Regions from separate parts of the Sus scrofa genome. Here regions 1 and 2 are each linked to region 3. The links are chromatin contacts, called in public Hi-C and promoter capture Hi-C maps. All regions are on one chromosome and are shown on one strand. Each heading gives the region's core, a stretch centred on a gene start, on an enhancer-like site or on the middle of the called end of the contact. The rest is flanking DNA. Distances are from core to core; before and after follow the strand shown.

Region 1 (2,882 bases), core at 52-2,551, 1.4 Mb after region 3:
AGACAAGTAGCGCTCGTTAGGAGGGTTCATCAGTCATACGTCCCTGAAGAGGTAAGGGCAAAGCCAGCACACGACTGCGCCCGCCCCACACCCAGCCTTTACTCGGCGACACGCCTCTCTGCCCTGGCCCGGCTGCCCGGTGTCTTTCTGGGTACTTCCACCCCTGCCCAGGTGCTTAGAATACTAATACCGAAGCCAGAACCCGCCTCTCCGGCTAAATTAATGGTCACAGACCCCTAAGGCAAGCATTCTTAGGCGCGGCTCGGAGGAGCAGCTTTGCAGGCAAAACGCGCGTCCTAGCCGCCAGGAGCCCGGTGCACCTCTGAGCGCCGCTGCTGCGCTGCGCCGCGAGCTTCCACTCTCTAGCCGACAGGCCCGGGACTCTGGGACTGCGGCGGGGAACCCGGGCAGCGCTGACCGATTAGAGACCAGGAATGAAGAAAAAAATAAGCCAGGGTTACTCCATCCTGGGGTAGGCAGGGTTGCCTTCCCGTACAGCCTGCCAATTTGCTTTCTTTTCCTCCTTCCTTGCTCCGTTTCATCTGTATTTCCCCCTCCCTCATCCTTGTTTTTCCTTCTCTCAAATCACTTCTTTTCAACTCTACGCGGCCAACACTACCCCTCTTCAAGGCTCAAAATGCAGTTGGAAAACCTATCACTTGAGAGAAAGCTCTTCTAGCGGAAAAGAATTCGAATCGAGGTAAGAGGGAGAGGAGAGGATAAAGAAGGAGACACCGCCCCGATAGTCCGAAACATGCTGTAACAAAGCAAAGTCCACGGAAGCCTTAGTCTCAACCCCGCAACCTGGCTCCGGGAGCCCGAAGTTCTCCTTACTCAAGCTGAGAATAGGGAAAAGAAGTCAAGTTCGGGGGCCCTGCCCTGCCCCCACTCCCGCGGGCGGGGCTGGGGGAGGGGAGATTTCAACACCTCACGAAGTGCGCTCCCTCCACCCTGGCCCCTCGGCAGCGGCGGGCTGGGGGAGGGGTACCCAGCCCTAGCGGAGCCTGACGCGGTCCTCCCGCTGAACCAGGGCTGGGACCCGCCGCCGGACCCAGGCTGGCGGCGGTGCAATGGGGGCGCGTAGGGGAGATGATCGTAGCCGGGACCGAGGAACTGCAAGAGGGCGACCACGACGAAGTGTCGAGGGAAGAGACGCCCCAGTCCCAGCGTAGCCGAGGTGGCTGGCACCTACCTGATCCCAGGGAATCGGAGTCCCGCGGCGGCAGGTGAGCAGTAGACGCTGCTGTGCATTATTATCCCGTAGACCAGCAGAGCCAGCCTTGCTCCGCTACACATGATCATTCTGCGCAGGACTGGAAAGAGGGCACCTAGCAGTTAGAACGCCCCTGGCCTTCCACCCTCCAACCCCTAGAAACTCTCCAGAACTGGGGGAGGGACAGAACTCACCTCCCGGTGTTGAATATGGCTTAATGGTAGCCAGGGAGCCTTGCCACTTCCCTCTCGCTATAGTTAGAAAATACGCATGTATATGCCCAGTGCCCAATAACTCGCCAGATCTGGGCGAAGGAAAGCTAACTCGTACCCTGATGCTAGCGAAAGAATTAGCAGTCAAGGGACTTGTTTGGTTTGGTAAGATTTTTCCCCCTTACCCTTCAACTCTTACCGCTGCTAGGAGAGGGTTTGCTGCCAAGTAGGACGGCGGGCAAAGGGCTTCTCCAAGTTTCTGCGCTGGAGTCACAAACCAAGGGACATCACCGTCTGGTGTTAGTATCTAAGCAGAAGCCGCAGGAACGAGCAGGAGCAGCAGGAGGAGCTGAAGGACTTGTTTGCTGAGGCCGGTATTCTGTTCAAAAGTTTGTAGACGCTCAGAACTAGGAGAGAGCGTGACACCGAGAGAAGGGGGCGAGGAGAGAGATGTGGAAGGAAGAAAGAGGAGGAGGCGAGCTAAGTGGGGGTAGGGGAGAAAGTGGCCTTAAGTCCACCCAGAGAAAGAAGTAGTAGGGAAAGTCGTAGAAGGAGAAGAAAGAAGGAGGGCCGCGGCAAAGCCGGCGTCTGTGGGAGCCGCCCGGTCAAGCAGCTGCGAGAGTCCGCAGCGCCTTCTCTGCTCAGAGATTCCTCTGGCTGCGTCTGAAGCTGCGGCTGCTTCTGCTGCTGCCGGTGGTTACAGAGGTGACCGGCCCTCTGCTCCTATTTATATGTGCAGTTAGCAGAAATCTATCCGACCATGGTTTTAGAAGAGGCTTCCTTGTCAACATCTGTCTGCCTATGGCCTTTAAGTACAGAATATTTTGTTGCACTGTTGCGCTCCGATTTTTATTCATGGAATGACTTCCTCTTTTTTTTTTTTTTTTCAGTCACGTAATGATCGGGTATCAGAAAAAGACGTCAGCATCCTAGTCCCTCAAGGAACATATTAACTATTCTGTGCTGTCCTCTTGGATGATAAGATCCGGAGTCATCGACTTCTCATAAACACCTTTCACTCATACAATACAATTTTAAAGAAGTTTAATTATTTTGATGTTTTTCAATTTTACCCATTTCTCAAGAATGAGTAAAGAATTCATAGAATTCTGAGAATGGTGAAAATCGTGTTTTTAACTGTGTCCTTCTTACTTCTTTTTGCTTTTTCAAGCCCCAACAATCAGAGCTCTGGTCTCTGGTATTAAGCGCCATCAAGGTCTCCTATTAATAAATTTAATTTAGCTCTCCTAATTTCTTGCGTATGTTCTTTTAGATAGACAATTAAATGTGGAAGTCGTTTTGTTTTTAAAGGGAAGTCTTGGAGGATTTTCAGTAAATCGCTAATGAGTCTGGCTGTCTTGACAGTCTGGCCCTGAGCAGATTGATTAGAGTTAAAGCTGCATCCTGAGAGCGGCCTGTGGAGCTGTCCAGGCTTGGAGTGCTGAACTCTTTGATCG
Region 2 (2,700 bases), core at 183-2,682, 2.0 Mb after region 3:
GACAGGAAAGCGAAAGAAACCAAATGATAGGTCAATTTCAATCAAAATTTCTGCCCAACCCTTCAGGGAAGCAGGGCTCACCAAGGCAAGAAGTCACCCATCATTCTATTTCTAACCTTAAATTATGTTCATCTATGATGCTCCAATCAAGATCACCAAACAGAATTTTATCAAGAACACTAGATGATGGTAATGAAATAAAATAATAATACTGCATATATAACCTAATATTATATTTGTGCCTAGCAAATAGTAGGCACTCAACAAATAAGTAATGAATTGTACCATATTTACAATATAAAACGCTTGAAAACTGCCATCACCCTACTTAAAAAGGCAGCACCCACAGATTGTTTTCACGTAATTCCTCTTTTCCCCACAAAATATAAGTCCCAAAACTTACACAAAGTGCCAGCTCTCTTCCATTCTTCTTTTCAGTCCCATTTCTCCTAAGCCAAGAATCTCACTCTTGTTGCTCAACTTTGTCTCTCACACATCAGTTCCCTGTTAATATAATTCTTTCAATCCACTTAAACTACCTACAGAGAGAAAGGGACCTACAGATAGGGCCCAGAACTGGAACCACCAAAAGCCGCAACCCAACATTCTAACACGGCTGACTGGGGAGCCTGGAAAAGGATGTTTCCTTGGCCTGGGCCAGAGGATAAAGACCACAACAAAAGCAGACCAAGCTGCCCCTTGGTCGTCTTCTAGATCTCACCACTCCAATGGAAACTTGAATCCAGTGGACACACCAGAAGAGGAAGAAAGATGTGCTTAGAATCCATTTAAACATCCTTCCTAGAATTTCCCATGGAGGGTGTTTCCTAACAGCAAGGCATTCCCTGGCCCCTTTTACCTCGCTAGCGTAGGAGGAAAAAAGAGGTGCTCAGGAAATTTGAGTTTACATGTTATTGGATGTCTGCTCTTTGATGTTATTATTACATACTTCTTAAAAATATATATATTATTGACAATAAGATCCTTACCCTTATCTAATTATAAGGAAATGACTTATGAGGCCCATGGCTTGGGGAAGATTCATGGGTTAAGATTTGAGAAAAATACAGACTTTGGGCTTAAAGCTAGGGGTTCAAATCCCAAATTCAGCTTTCTCTAGCTATGTGATCTAGGTCAGAGGAGCCTATTTCCTCAAAGTGTTAACCATGTACAACGTTGTTGTAACTAGTAAAAATAATGCAGAAAAAGTGTCTGGCTGATAGGAGATACTCAATAAAACTTGGGCATTTCTTATGATGGTCTAACAGTGTGAAGCATACAAAAATTAATCTCTTATAGAGCTATTATGCAAATTACTCCTAATCAAAACTGTATACTGCAGTTTTTCATTTATGTTGGCCAGCACTCCTCAAAAAGGCAATTAAGCTGTATTACCTGGTCCATTCAATCATTTGTTCATTGATTACTCAAACAGATACTGTCCACTGTGTACAAAGTGCCCAACAGATGTGTGAATAAACCATTGTGTGACTAGGCTTTGACAGATGGATCAATAAACTCAAACTCTTCCTGTTTGGATTTTTGTAAAAAATAATTTTATTTATCTCTTAACTCTTAGTTACCTCCAGACAGTTAACAATCATCTATAATATACTAATCCTATTACATCAGCTACCTATTAAATTGCTTAGTCGCAGTTTATTTCGGCAATTTGGAAATTTAAGTTATACAACGGAACCTGAATGATTGATTCTGTTGATTCTAAAAAAAAAAAAAAATTTGCAACGCTCCGGGTAGCCATCAGTGTTCACAATTCCCACATTAGGGAGAAGATTATGCCAAGCTATCTTTTTGTTAGCATTCTGTATTCCCGCTGGAGTCAACGAAGGAAACGAGGTAAAGCTCGCCTAGCTTTACACCCATATGGAGGGAGACAAGAGCTGGTGTAAAGTTCCTTGTGTTTGGGTCAGCGTTTCTTTTCCCACTACAAAATTCCAACTGAATAAATTCCGGCCACTTGGCTTCTCATTGGCCAAGCAAGAGGGGACAAGGGAGCAAACTGCCGGGAAGCCAAGGTTTTGCAACCGCTGCCTTAATCCCCAACGCGGTGCCACCGGTTATCCAATCAGCGCCGAGTACCACATTCCTCCCCGAGGTTCCTCCTCCAGTAGAGACCTCTACGTAACAGCAAAGTCAGCTAATCCCCAAATATTCCTAATAATACTTACATTGCTACACAAGCCACACTTGCATTCATTATTTCACTCAAGCTCCTCAACGACCCAAGAATAGGGGTACTGTTTGTATTTCTCAGGAGAGGGGACTGCACCTGAGCTACAGATCCCAGGAGCTCCAGGGCCGATACGCAAATCCCGAGCTGTAACCACGCCTTCGAGAAGAACTGCGATCTGGCGGCTCAGGACCACTGCCGACACTTCCTCAGCCTGAAGCTTTCCGGGATAACCCACTTGCCTTGGATTCTCAGGCAGTAGTTACCCTCCCTCGCGGCCCACTGAGCCGATAACCTGACGCATTCACCCATCCTCCCCAAACCTGGAAAACCACTGTCAAGTGTGCGTCCTTGCCAGCAACGCGCAGCTCTTACAAGACGAGGCCTCGAATCTGCCGTCACTCTAAGGGTCACCCACGAACCCGGATCAAGCACTGAGTGGCCGACTCAGGCTTCCCACGCCCGCCCGACCGCGGTCACCACAATTGTTCCCATTAACAAATGGGCCC
Region 3 (2,739 bases), core at 72-2,571:
CTAACTCCATTTAAAAGTATTCAACACACATAAACACTTACTGCCTACCATGTACCAGGAAGCATGCAAAGCAATGCAAACAATACAAAGGTTAGTTATGACTCCTACCTTCACAAGGGTATTTATGGTAGTTAAAACTCTGCATCCTAACTCAGACCACATCACTACTGTTGGCTGTGCCTCTCAGTGGGGAGTTAGAGGCTACCTGAAAAGAACTACCTGTTTCCTTTTCTTCTGTCTCAGAATAGAGCCATTCTGTTTGCTTTTCCTAACATCCATCTCTCTTGCTCTGTCTCCCACTTATATTCTTCAATTTCTGCCTCTCTTGCTTCAATCTCCCTTCATCAAGGATAAATTATCTGGTCTACAGACTGCTTCCATTTTCTGAGACCACAGTCGTACCTCACCCCCTTCCCAGTTACTGAAACGGTTGCCTCCTGCCTGGGATACTCTTGATTAACAAATCTTTTGATCCTAACTTAGCTCTGAGGCATTAGACACTATACACCGAGTTCTTCCAGATCCTTCCCTGGTTTCCAGGAAAGTGGACATTTGTGGTAATCCTTCTACATCTCTGGGCTCACCTTTGTCTTTTCAACTGACTGCACTCTTTTCCTCTTTGGCCAACTATTTCGTCTCCAGTATACGCTTCTGCATCTATTAAACTTTTCCACTCTCATCTATATCTTTAGGTCCACTACCAATCTCCAGTTAAAATGTACTCTTAAAATCTGAGACTGAGACTTCCAGATGTATTCCTTACATGGCCACCAGGATGTTACACTAGTATCTCAAACGCAACACACCAAACAGTCCCTCATCTTGTTCTTCCTCTCTCTGCTTCCATCAGTTAATCCCCTTTTCCTTTCTCCATTCCCTCTTCTTACCACTAGTGTCCCCTTGACCCTTCCTTTCTCCTTTAGGAAATCACCGCCATTAGAAATTTACTGGACTCCGGGAAACTAGCGCCTGGCATAGATTCGGCCGGAGGCGAGTTAGGAGAGCAAACACCAGAACGCCGTCCTCCAGGCCTCCGAATTTAACGGGTTGTTGCCCTAGCGTTCCCCCTCCAGACCAGAACTGCCGGAACGAAATTAACCTGAAGTCATTAGTCACCTTTCTTCCAGCTTCCTGACACGACCCGGCAGCCGAATCTCTGTAAACCGTGCAATTGCCAGCTAAAACGGACAGTGGCAGCCAAAACACTAACTCCTTTCTGCTCCCGCCCGTGCCGTTCGAATTTTAAAATCTCCGCCGGCGCTGACGTCATCGCGCTGACGTGCGCGCGCGTGCGCAAATCCCGCGCGCCGGAACTTTGCGTGACGGTGGCGCCCTGCCGCCTCACGGGGCGCACTGGCGTCTAATGTCTCTGAAGTGTCTTCTATGGAGTTTGGCCCGATTCCTGTATTTAGCTCCAAGGACCCAGGCGCTCTAAGCCCTTGGGTAGCGAGCTTAGCGCTCCAAGCAGCCCTGGAACGCTTTTTCCGTACAGCAGCAGGGCCGCTCCTGCTGACTCTTAGAAAAGGAGATTTTTTTTTTTTTTTTTTTTTTTGCTTATGCTCTGAAAGGAGTGTCTTTCAAGACCACTGTTTAGCTGGGTGCTGTTTCAGGAAGGAAGTCTGGGAAGGCGGCGTGCACTGTTCTGACGAGGGAGGCGGTGAGGTAGGAGACAGTGACGGCCTGCTGTGGGAGCAGTCGGCTCCGAGGGTCGCGCTATGGAGGCGGCCACCAGGGTTCACGCTCAGAGCTGCACTGCTGTCTGGGGCTCTACGGCCCTCTAGTGGCGGCCTGCGAGGAGGTGGAGGGACCCGGTGTGAGGCCAAATAGGAGGGAGAAGTGCACTTAATTTGGGGCACGTCACCTTTCCTGGCCGAGTTTCAGTCTTCTGTCGACGTTCTAGCTATCACTACAATTTCAGGACCTCTTCACCCCAAGTAATGACTCGGAAGGGAGGATTGAGAACAGAATTACCATCATCCGTAGCATTTATTTGAGCACTTGCTTTGTGTCAGACACCTTGCACAACAAACACTTCTTGTCGATTATCTCATTTAATTCTCTGAACTGCCCTCTGAGATGTCCTAAAAATGATGAAATTAAGGCTCACTGAGATCAAGTAACTTGTCCGTGGTCGTACTGCTAATATACGGAGTTAGATTTTAAATCTAAATGCTACTGTTATTAACTACTGTTAATCACTTGATGTATTTCTTATTCTCTTCTCCTCTTAAGTTTTCCACTACACCAGATTTAATAAGCAATCCAGAACTAAAAGCCTTCTTTTAGAGAAAAGATAAGGTAGTTCTTTATTTAAAAAACAGACTCACAGACTTAGAAAACAATTTTATGGTTATCAGAGGGGGATGGGGGAAGGAGACAAACTAGTAGTTTGGGATTAACAAATACACAGTAGTATGTATTAAGTAGACTTAACAAGGACCTACTGTATTGCACAGGGAACTATAGTACATGTCTTGTAATAACCTATAATGGAAAGGAACCTGAAAAAGAGTCACTTTGCAGTACACCTGAAGCTAACACAGCATTGTAAATTAACTATACTTCAACTTTAAAAACTGTTAAAAAAAAAAGATAAGGAAGTTTTGAAAAGCCTTATTGCCGGAAGAGAACTGCTCAGAACCAGTTACAGATCTGGACTCTTAACCTTGCCATTTTGCTAGGGGTTAGTGCTTCTGATGTGCTATTAAAAATTGCATTTTTGGAGTTTCCGTCGTGGCT

What was found. Promoter capture Hi-C pulls out the DNA fragments that hold promoters and counts their contacts. A called contact is a pair of places that touch in the nucleus more often than the background predicts.
Region 1: a Hi-C map of epiblast stem cells shows a contact between it and region 3, with 3 times the contacts expected there. The contact joins the promoter of ADCYAP1 here to the promoter of METTL4 in region 3. A contact is called at or near these places in 2 of 5 promoter capture datasets (fetal liver and fetal skeletal muscle) and 2 of 47 Hi-C or Micro-C datasets (embryonic fibroblasts and epiblast stem cells).
Region 2: a contact with region 3 is called in a promoter capture Hi-C map of liver, with 8 times the contacts expected there. The contact joins the promoter of THOC1 here to the promoter of METTL4 in region 3. A contact is called at or near these places in 1 of 5 promoter capture datasets (liver) and 2 of 47 Hi-C or Micro-C datasets (embryonic fibroblasts and liver).

Annotation. Positions count from the first base shown.
Region 1 is chr6:105,419,968-105,422,849 of Sscrofa11.1, forward strand. It overlaps ADCYAP1 (adenylate cyclase activating polypeptide 1), which reads right to left and starts at 1,302. Exons shown (of 4, transcript NM_001001544.1): 1 at 1,193-1,302. The coding sequence starts at 1,302. It overlaps LOC102165393 (a long non-coding RNA gene), which reads left to right. Exons shown (of 4, transcript XR_002345050.1): 2 at 631-700; 3 at 1,031-1,226; 4 at 2,316-2,882.
Region 2 is chr6:106,037,830-106,040,529 of Sscrofa11.1, forward strand. It overlaps THOC1 (THO complex subunit 1), which reads left to right and starts at 1,433. Exons shown (of 20, transcript XM_021096158.1): 1 at 1,433-2,700. The coding sequence starts at 2,693. It overlaps LOC110261178 (a long non-coding RNA gene), which reads right to left. Exons shown (of 4, transcript XR_002345053.1): 1 at 2,291-2,700.
Region 3 is chr6:104,054,510-104,057,248 of Sscrofa11.1, forward strand. METTL4 (methyltransferase-like protein 4) reads left to right here and starts at 1,322. Exons shown (of 11, transcript XR_002345043.1): 1 at 1,322-1,662. NDC80 (kinetochore protein NDC80 homolog) reads right to left here and starts at 1,276. Exons shown (of 17, transcript XM_013999249.2): 1 at 1,117-1,276.